2 separate regions of the Mus musculus genome follow, and region 2 is linked to region 1. A link is a contact called in public Hi-C data. All regions are on one chromosome and are shown on one strand. The core of a region is the stretch at or near the end of the contact, and the rest is flanking DNA. Distances in the headings are between cores, read along the strand shown. Region 1 holds the start of Zfp869 (zinc finger protein 869). Region 2 holds the start of Dnajb1 (DnaJ heat shock protein family (Hsp40) member B1).

Region 1 (5,658 bases), core at 930-3,429:
ATGAAGGGGGCAGAAAACATGGATATTTCACAGGGAACTGTAAGCAGGAGAGGACAAAGAGGGAAATCAGAGGGCAGGACATTACAGTAGTCTTTATACATGTATGAAATTGTTAAAGGGAAAAAGAACATCAGATAGGTGTCACGGTGCATGCCTCTTACATGAAATTATATGTGAAATTCCAGCACTTGGAAATAGAGGCAAAAGAACCAGGAGTTCAAGGTCATTCTTGCCTACACAATTTCTATCTCAAAAGCACATGCTAATTTAAAGAAAAGTCAGGCTAAAGAGGTGGTATGGTTCAATGGTTAAGAACACAGATGCTGGTCTGGAGAGATGGCTCAGCGGTTAAGAGCACTGACTGCTCTTCCAGAGGTCCTGAGTTCAAATCCCAACAACTACATGGTGGCTCACAGTCATCTATAATGGGATCTGATACACCTCTACTGGTGTGTTTAAAGACAGTGTACTATATACATAAAATAAAAAAATAAATAAATCATAAAAAAAAGAACACAGATGCTATTTCAGAGGTCCAATTCCCAGAGTACACATGACAGCTTACACCCATATGTAACTACAGCTACAGGAGATCTGATGTCCTCTGCTAGCTTCCGCAGGCACTAGGCATACAAGCGGTGCAAACGAAACACCATACATAGGATACAAAAGGATGCATCTCCCTCCCCTGGCCTCAGAAAGGGATGGACACCAAGCACTAGGATGGCACGGCCTGAAACCAGCCTATCATCTGATACCTGTGTGAGCCAAGGATCTAGTCAGGGACGCAGCTTCAATTCAACTGAGTCCCTGTCAGTTCACCAGGACCAGTCAGTCTGCCTTTCATATCATATAGACCACTACAGCCACTTTCAAACCTGACATCCTCGGGCTTCATTCAAAGCTCTCCCCCTGTGGCTCACTAGTCGTGTGTTCTAACTTCTCTCATCAACTGAAACACTGCTTGCATTTCTCTTCGCCAACTTCTGGGACCCTCTGAACTCTGCTGCAGCCTCTTTAACTTATGCTGGTTGTGTAAACAGCATATGTGGATATAATTATATATTTACCGTGTGATATGAAAAAATATTAATAATTAGGATTTGGAAAAATTGAACCTTGGATAGAATATCTTGGAAATATAAAATATCTTGGAAAAATAGCCTTGGCCAGATTACCACCAGAGGCGTGACACCTTTTTACTTTCTATTCAGTAAATTATGAAATTGTGGAAATACACAAACATATTTGTCTGTTTCTGATATAACATCCTCATGACCAGAAGACACAATCAGAAAAATGTCAGTTCCCAGGTTCAATTACAGATTTAAGATAATTCCCACAAAATGCTAAAAAGTTCTTATCAGGTACATAAAAGACATTGCTGAATTTTATATGTAAAATACTTTTAAAAAAACACACAAAATGGTTAGCACAATGTAGACGAACCCACAACACACTCGTAACATTTCCAATCAAATACACAAGACAACACACTGTTTAGGAAGAATAAACAGATCCACAAAAAAAAATTTTTTTTTAAATTAGGAGACAAGCTGACCTTTGATAAAGTAGTACAATCTTTTCTAGAACTGTTTCTGGGACACCATCCGAAAGAAACTCTTGGACAAAGACTCGGAGAATTTCACAAAATTAACTCACACTTGATGCTAGACCTACGAAGCCCACAACGTCTAGACCACAGCGCAGAGAACACAGCAGTCATAAGTGCGACACCAAAAGCACAAACAGGGCGCCAGCACTGGGCGGTGACGTCACCAACCCGGAAGCTACCCCCTGATTAGGAGGAGTCTTCCGCTCCCCGCGCTCTGCGCAGACATGGCTGGAAAAGCGGAAGTGATTAGAGTCCTCCGAGACAAGCACTGGCCAGTGACGGGGCCCACGTCGCCCAGTGGAACGCACAGGGTGTCCGCTCGGCCGGCCGGTCCCACCGCTCCCCCAACCCCGGGAAGGACCTATCACCCCGGCTCACGCGGCTCAGCCGACCGCTCCTCCCCATCCGGGGACAGCGGCCCCGCGCTCACCATGGCGCGGTTGCTGAGCTCGCCTGCGCTCCCCCTACAGCTCCCGGCAGCGGCGATCACACCGCAGCTCACGGGACCACGCGATGCCTGCTTAAGAACAGAATCTGCAGCATGGCGGCGGATAGGACCCACCTCTCGTCTCGTCTGGTGTTCTTGATTGGACATCTTGCCCCGAAGCTTTGATTGGCTAGAGCTGCACCACAAGTCTGATTGACAGGAGTTCCCTAGATGCAGCTGCGTGGATGACTCAATTCCATTGCTCTAATTGGCTAGCATGCCCTGAATGATGAAGCAGTTCCTTTAGGCGCTCTTGAGTGAGTGGCCTGGCCTGAAGGTTCTGATTGGCTAGCACTGCCCTACGAGGGCCTGAGTGACAGGAACAGCTTCGCTTGGTCCTTGTGAATGAATGTCCTGCCCTCAGGGCCCTGATTGGCTAGTGAAATCTGAATGACAGCTCCCATAAGTGGATGAACTGAAATTAAAAGACGTGGACCACACAGACCTTCCCAACTCTGGCTTTCACCCAAGTTCATGCAAGTCTGCTTCAAGACGATCTGATTGAAGCAGGACTTCCTTGTGCATCCCAGAACTTTCACAGCTTGTCTTCTTGCACTCAGTAGGTACTTAAGGTTCTTCCTCTTGGAAGCCTTGTTTTTGTGCACAGTCTATTACATACACTCCCCAAGGCAGTGATCACTTTGCCTCACAACTAGACCAGGGCCCAACCCAACCCCTATCACATCGAAACAAGACTTGATGTCCTCCGGGTTTCAGGAATTTCAGCAAGTCACGCCAAAGATTGCTCAATTATAACAAGTTGCACCTTTTCTTTTTAAGCAGAGAAGCGAACCCATTCCAAGACCAAGGTGGTGTTGCTTTTCCTGCAATCCCAACAAAGGAGGTGGAAGCCAAAGAACCAGGAATTCGGGATATACTTCCTGAAAAACTTCCAGTATCAATCACAGACTACTCCAGGTCAACAGAAGGTATTGAAAGACTCCGAGAGGAGCCCCTCGCTCAGGCCTCAGGACAATAGCGGACACCCAAGAACTCACGACAGACCGAGCTTGTTGCAAACCACATGAGGCTTTATTCGGGGAAAGCCAGAGCTCTGGGGACGACTCATATCCCACGCAGGGGTAGAGGAGTTGTCCTCGAGGGGAAAGAGGTCCCAGTTTTTATAGGCCCTCAGGGGGGAAAGGAGAAGGGGGAGATTAGGGGATTTCCAGATCTAAACAATGTCTATTCTCAAGAAATGGGTATGGGAGGGGTACAAGGAAAGAGTCTAATGAAGGTGCAGCAATGGGCACACACCTGGTCAGAACTTTGGCAGACACACAGGTTCAAGAAGTGGCCAGAGCATTGTGCACCTCTATTTTTCTAAATCAGTGAAGCTAGTTCTGCTAACACTGACGTCTATCTTGCCAATTTCAGGGCTTCTGTGTCCTTTTACATTCTGCCAGGATCTTTCAGTATTTGAAGGAGCCTTACACATTGAAGATGCCTGTATCCACGAGGCCACAGAAATGACCAAACCACACTAGAATAGTGAAGGAAGACAGGAGATAGCTAATTTTTAAATAAGCAGATAGCTAAGGAGAGTGGCTCTGGATCAAATCAAACTGATTAGGAGTTCATCCACTTGGGATCCAAGGATTTACTCCAGATTCTTGCCCAAGAGAAGCTGCCTCATGGTCCATCCATTTGCCTAGGAATTTCATAAGTTCATTCTTTTTTAATAGCTGAGTAGTACTCCATTGTGTAAATGCACCTACACGGCTAACTTCACACATATACCACACATGCACACATGCACGTTCACTAGCCCCATTCCACTGAGGGTCACTCACAACCCACCTGGTAGGCTTGACTGAGCTAACTCCCTCTTGCCCTCTGTGCTGTAGGCCACTACTAACAAGGCCAGGTAGGATCTGAGAGCCTTCTTCATAGAAACTTCAAAGATTTTATTCTTTAATATCATTTAATATGAACCAATCAGCTAAATGTATGCTGGCTGGTCCATTTCTAGAAGGATAAATGCACTCTTGCAGTTGTGCAGTTTTGCTCCACAATCTATATGTATGAATAAAGTATACTTGGGGGAGGTGGCTGGAAAGATAGTTCCAAAGTTAAGAGCACTGACTGCTCTTCCATAGCATCTGGGTTCAATTTCCAACACCCACATAATGGCTCACAGTAACTCTAGCCCTACAGGATCCAACATCCTCTTCTGACCTCCCTGGAAGAGGCATGCACGGTGCACATACATACATGCAGAAAAACCAATCACATGAAATTCATAAAGGGCCACAGTGCGCCCTCTCTGAACACCACACCCACCTGTTGTACAGGAGACTGTGGCTTTGTGTGAATATGTGCTTTTTGAGGGAAGATTTTTGGCTTGGTTTGGTTTTTTTTTTTTTGTTTTGCTTTTTTGTTTTTTAAACAGGGTCTCCCTAAATAGCTTTGGGCAATCTGGAGCAATAATAATCTTAATAATAATAATCTTCTGCATGTAGACTGCAAACTTTTCATTCTGTAATTTGTAGCTGGTCTTTGCTACTTTGTGGATTCTTCTTTTCCCACCCTTTACCCCCGCACCCCACCCCATTTCACCCCATCACTAAATAGGAAAGAGGGAGGGAGGGAGGGAGGGAGGGAGAGAGAGAGAGAGAGAGAGAGAGAGAGAGAGAGAGAGAGAGAGAGAGAGAGAATGAATTCCTAAATCTAATGTCTTTCCTTTTGTTTCTTCTTTGACCACAGCAATTACAAACCAACCTCCCTAAATGGCCAACGAGCACCTGCTCCAGCTCCTGGGGAGCTAGCATTCATGTACCCTCCGAAAAGTTCTCAGAATTCCGAATGTCACAGAGACATCACAGTATCACACAATATCGCAGAAACTATCTGCGGCTGGCAATACCATACCTCTGCTAGAGCATGAGGCAAATCGTAGTCAGCTGCTTTGGACAGTCTGAAGTGTCCCATATCTCCACTCCTTGGTTTAAAATGAAAACACATTCTTATAATATTTCTGTGTTTTTAAAGAAACCAAAATTCTGAAGTTGTCACTACATTAATTCTTCACTGAATAGAGAAACCAAGGGGTGGAAAGAGAGCTTGCAGGAAACAGTAGCAAAAAGGCAAGCAATAGCTAAGAAGTAATTACACAAGCCAGGCTTGGTGTCACACACGTTTAATCCCAGCATTCTGGTGGCAGGGGCAGGCATTTTTCTGAGTTTGAGGCTATGGTCTACATATTTCTGAGTTCTATGGTCTACATAGCAATATCCAGACAGTCAGGGTTGTATGGTGAGACACTGTCTCAAAAACAAACAAACAAAACCACACCTCTGAAACCACAGGCATAACTGATACAATCATCAGCATACAGAAGAAGGGCTTAAAGGACACTGGAGACACTCCTGAGAAAGCAGACACGGTCTGATGAAAGGCTTCTAAGGAGAATTCATTAGAAGAGACAAACACAGTCATATTGTGGTGATTAAAGAAAACAGTCTCTCAAGAGAAAACTGGGATTCTGCACACTTAATTTAATAAAAGAAATACTAGCCGGGTGTGGTGGCACACACCTTTAATCCCAGCTCGGGAG
Region 2 (5,202 bases), core at 2,055-4,554, about 14 Mb after region 1:
GCTCAGCAGTAGAGCCAGCACAACGGGGGCCAGGCCATGGGTGCCAATCCATCATGGGCTATTTGACTCTGCCTTACCTGGGCAGCTGAACTTGTCGACCAGGCAGGACTTGAACTCAGAGATCCATCTGGATTAAAGGCTTGTGCCAACACGCCTGCCTCCAGCTTGATTTTTGAGACAGTCTCCCACTGGGCACACTAATTAGACTAAGCTGGATGTTATAGTATTTGGGGAAGGGTTCTTCACCCCTTCTGCTGCCAAGTAACTGTTTCTACGCCCACTCTACGGTTTTAGCTCCTGAGTAAAGGACACAGAGACCTGGTATTTTTATTAACAAGTTGCAAGCACTAAGCTGGGCAGGTTCTGAGCTGTTCTACCCCTCTAGGCCGCCTATTTCCCACCCTGAGTCTTGCCCTGGCTACCTCTGCTCCAAGTGTGTTCTCATGGTGACCTATCATCATAGGAACTGCAACACACTGTCTGGGCATAAAATCAACATCTGAATACACAGTGCACAAACCATCCCCCAACAGCTGGCTGTCTGGTCAGCCTACCCAGGGCTGGAATTCCAGGTGCCTGTCGCCATGCCTGGCTTTGTTTTTCCATTTTGTTTCTGTAGATTCTGGTAATCAAACTTGGGTGCTTTCCATACAGAGACCTCTCCTTGGCCCTACTTTTATATTTAGAGACAGGGTCTCAAATTTTACGTGGGCTGGCCTTGAATGTGCAGCCCAGGCAGGCCTCAAGCTCCCAGCAACTCTCTTGCCTCGGACTCCCAAGTTCTGGGATTTCAGTTATGAACAACTGGCATGGCTAATTCTGGCATTCAAGACTATTTGGCATTTGCTTTGGGCCAGCCCACTCACATCTTTGAGGGGACCTCCTGTACTTAATGCCTAATGATAGAAGATGTTAACCTAGCCCCATATACAAAATAACTTCCTGTGTAATTGAACAAGCCCATGCATAACTGCTAAATGTAACAGCTTCTCCAGGCTCAGAGCCCAGCATCCAATGAGCTTCCCCATGGTGGTGGTGGGGGGGGGGTATCATAGAGTCTTTGGCTTTATTTTGGTGTCTGTTGTTTGCTGTCAGACATGGAACCCAGGATCCTTGCCTATGTGACCCACACCCTGCGTCACTGAGAAGCACTTGCTTGGTTTTTGTTGTTGTTTGTTTAAAGACAGGGTTTCTCTGTATAGCCCTAGATGCCCTGAAATTCTGTAGACCAGGCTGGCCTTGAACTCATAGATCCACCTGTCTCTGACTACAGAGTGCTGGGATTAAAGGCACACGACACTACCTGTTTGCTTTTGAACAACTGATACTTTCTGATAAGCATGGTGGCAGGTACTCGTCAGCTCAACACTAAGGAGACTGAGGCAGGAGAATCTGGAGTTCAAAGCCAGCTTGGGCTACATAATGAACCCAAGACCACTGTGGGTTAAAGAATGAGAATGTGCCTAAAATAATGATAATAATAATAATAATAACAGTGATAATTAAAATACCCCATCATGAATCAGCCTCAGCCTTACGTAGAAAGCTGGCATTTCCAGTTGTGAGATTATCCCCAAACAGAAAGATTTCCCTTGCATAACGTAGTGGACAAGCCAGCACCCGCCCCCCGCCCCCCCCCCCATGGCAAGAAACCTTAGTAAAGCCCAGATAGGCCCAGCCAGAGGCACACCTGCACTTCTCCGTTAAAATCACCCCGTAAATGTGAAGCACTCCCATGTCCTGTGCTTTCCTTGCCTCTGGGACAGCTCTTCTGTTCAGTATGTACTTTGATTTCTAGTCACCTATTTTGAAGGCAGGCTGGCCTCACAGGGAGTCCTCGTGCAGCAGCATCCCTGCACTAGACTACAGGAATATGCCACTGTGCCCAGGCTGTCGCTATCTCTGTATCTTTTTGTTTGTTTGTTTGTTTTTGTTTTTTTTCGAGACAGGGTTTCTCTGTATAGCCCTGGCTATCCTGGAACTCACTTTGTAGACCAGGCTGGCCTCGAACTCAGAAATCCGCCTGTCTCTGCCTCCCAAGTGCTGGGATTAAAGGCATGCACCACCACTGCCAGCTCACTATCTCTGTCTCTGTACCTTTAAAGACACTTTCTCTACAAGTGTTCCCTAGCTCCAAATCCATGGGGAGGCGGGGGGCAGGGCTCAACTGGTTCGGTTTTCATGGGGTCAGTACAGTTAGGAAAATCAAAACACATACACCACACACAGCTATACCATTAACGGAAGGCTAAAGTCATTTTTCTCAGGGGTGCCTAGGGCAAGGGTTATCTGACTCTCCTCCTACAGAGCTTCCAGAAAGGGAATGTCAACAGTTGTCCACTAAACAAGATGATTAATCATCTCTTTCAAGAACACCCTTTGTCCCTTGTCTTTAACAAATGCAGAATAATGTCAACTTCACCATATTCCACGACCATTCCCTTTGTACAGATGACCACACTGAGACCAGAAAAGCTACTCTACCAACCCAAGGTCACACAGCCAGAAAGTGCTAGGATGAGAGTCAGTCTTTCATGCACTTTCAGGCAGTCCCATTCCCTGCAAGAACCACCAATGACTATTCCAGCTTCTCTATGCCTTCCAATATCTGAAGCTCTCTCCTCTTCCTCACTCAGCTCCGTCCTTGACCGCCATCATCCCAGACTTACAAAACCAAAAGCAAAAAGCTATACTATATCAAAGTATTTGGAAATATTTACGAAGCACCCAGTGGATCTTTAAAAAAATCACGCAGCCCTGGTGGTAAACTCAGACGGCAAAGGAAGTGACAAGTATCAGAACGCCAAGAGGCGAGCTAAACCCAGTAGGAATTAGTAGGAAGTAAGATAAACCGGAGAGGCAGCCCGACTGCAGCAAGCCCAAGGCAGACCAGTCTCACCTCGCTTTACAGTAACGGCCTTACGGGAAAAACCAAGGGCTACGGGCAGAAGAGGGCGGGGTGCCTATTTTTATCCCTGGGTTAGAGCAGGAAAGCTTAGAGGTACTTGTCAGGTAGCTACCACAAGTCACGCAGCAGAACCTCCCAGCCGGCGATAACCTGGGGGAAAGGGTGCGGCCTTTCGGAGAGGCCCGTCTCTGTAGCCCCGCCCCTCTTCGCGCCTCCACCTGTCCGCAGAGAGAGAGAGGGTTGCGATTGGCTGGATCCGCTACGGAGGCGGAACCCCAGCAGCCGGCGCGCGCGCCCGAGGAAGGCGTTGACCAGAGTAGAGAGGGAAGGGGCGTGGCCCCGCGCGGAAAGCCGTTGGCAGCCGGGTCCCACCCCGGATGTGCTGCGTCACGGAGCGGGCCGCAGCGATTGGCCGGTGTCGTGCGGCGCATCGGGAGGGGCGGAAGGTTCTGGAGGGCTGGCGGGATCTGGAAGCTTCCGCCGGACGGGTATATAGAGTCCGGGACGGGGCAGCAGCGGAGCCGGAGGCGGCGACAGCTGGGCGGCGGTGGCCATGGGCAAGGACTACTATCAGACGCTGGGCCTGGCCCGCGGCGCGTCCGACGACGAGATCAAGCGAGCCTACCGCCGCCAGGCGCTGCGCTACCACCCGGACAAGAACAAGGAGCCCGGCGCTGAGGAGAAGTTCAAGGAGATCGCCGAGGCCTACGACGTGCTCAGCGACCCGCGCAAGCGCGAGATTTTCGACCGCTATGGAGAGGAAGGTACGTGTGCGCGCGGCCGGGGTGACCCGCCGTTTGACAGGCGGGGAAACCGAGGCACTCGGAGCCTCTCCAAGACCTCGGCCGGGGACAGGCATTCCGGGGATCTAGCGGCGGCGCCGCCTCCTTCACCCTCTGATCCGCGGCCTCAGACAGGAGGAGGAGCTCTGGGCGCGCCGCTGGCACAGAAGCTTCTAGCACGTCTGCCGCAGCCCCTCCCGGTCGGTCGCCTGCACAGCGCCGGAATGGTGCAGATGGAGGGCGGCGGTCGCGATGGGAATGAAAATTGCCCGAGTATTGATTCTCTTTCCTAGCCGCAAGCTCAGTGTTCGCTCACCCAGGGTTGAGCCTTTTTGGTAACAGTGCGTAGGAGCTTCTCTGTAAGATGGTAACAGCATAGCTGGGAGGATGGAGCAGTCACGTAAACCTGGTCGCACCGAGATCTAGAGGCCTTACTACCGAATATGTTGTCAGGAAGTAAAACGGAGTAGTGTGTTTCTTGCTCCTATTGCCATTGGGAGTTAAAAGACTTGAGATTCGTCCTTGACTAACAAGCTTTTTAATATATACATAAAATCCCTCCCGCTATAGTTCCTGTGGCCTTTTTACTAAGAGCAAAACTTGTTGAGCAGAGTGCGGGGGCTCACACCTCCACATGGGAAACCGAATTAGGAACGCTGTGAATTTGCTTCAAATCAGAGCTACAGGGTAATAAGCTCCTGTTTCCAAAGGAACCGGATGTTGTGACAATCCCCCCTCTGGGGTATTTGAGTCAGGAGGATTGCCTTGAGGCTACTCTGGACGAAAGTTTGTGTGTTACGTGGCATTGACAGTAATACATGCAAAAGGAACAAAATGTGACCATTTATTTGAGACAGGACCTCACTGTTGCTGGAACTTTGTTTTTCAATTTATTTGAGCGTGTGCCTCCGTGTATATGTGTATACCATTCACATGCTTCTAGAGAAGAGGGCATTAAAGGTCCCGGAACTAGAGTTAGACCATGGTCTGCTGCTATGTAGGTGTTGGAAATTGAACTTGGTTCTTCTGCCAGATGAGCCAGTGCTCTGAGCCATTTCTCCAGCACCTCATGGTGGAGCTCTGGCTTGTCTGGAACTTGCAGAGATCAGTCTGCACTTGTCTTGAGAGTGCTGGGGTTCTGAGCTCTTTGTTTCAGGGGTTTTATGTTTTATAAGTGTGTTGAAGTGTTGGGGGTGGAGGGAGGTGGGGCTGACTCTCCAGCAGTAACCCTGACTTGTGGTTTTGGTTTCCAGGCCTGAAGGGTGGTAGCCCCAGTGGAGGAAGCAGTGGTGGTGCTAATGGTACCTCTTTCAGCTACACATTCCACGGAGACCCCCATGCCATGTTTGCTGAGTTCTTCGGTGGCAGAAACCCCTTTGATACCTTTTTTGGGCAGCGCAACGGGGAAGAAGGCATGGACATTGATGACACATTCTCTAGCTTTCCAATGGGTATGGGTGGCTTCACCAACATGAACTTTGGACGTTCCCGCCCTTCTCAAGAGCCCACCCG

The links. Hi-C and Micro-C count contacts between places; a contact is called where the count stands out from the background.
Region 2: a contact with region 1 is called in a Hi-C map of B cells, with 5 read pairs. The contact joins the promoter of Dnajb1 here to the promoter of Zfp869 in region 1. A contact is called at or near these places in 1 of 39 promoter capture datasets (cranial neural crest) and 1 of 484 Hi-C or Micro-C datasets (B cells).

The regions. Positions count from the first base shown.
Region 1 is chr8:69,714,723-69,720,380 of GRCm38.p6, forward strand. Zfp869 (zinc finger protein 869) reads right to left here and starts at 2,180. Exons shown (of 5, transcript NM_001039965.1): 1 at 2,046-2,180. It overlaps Gm51532 (a long non-coding RNA gene), which reads left to right and starts at 2,385. Exons shown (of 2, transcript XR_003947396.1): 1 at 2,385-3,031; 2 at 4,809-5,074.
Region 2 is chr8:83,604,871-83,610,072 of GRCm38.p6, forward strand. Dnajb1 (DnaJ heat shock protein family (Hsp40) member B1) reads left to right here and starts at 3,305. Exons shown (of 3, transcript NM_018808.3): 1 at 3,305-3,672; 2 at 4,944-5,202. The coding sequence starts at 3,462. Gm42029 (a long non-coding RNA gene) reads right to left here and starts at 2,980. Exons shown (of 3, transcript XR_878996.2): 1 at 2,900-2,980.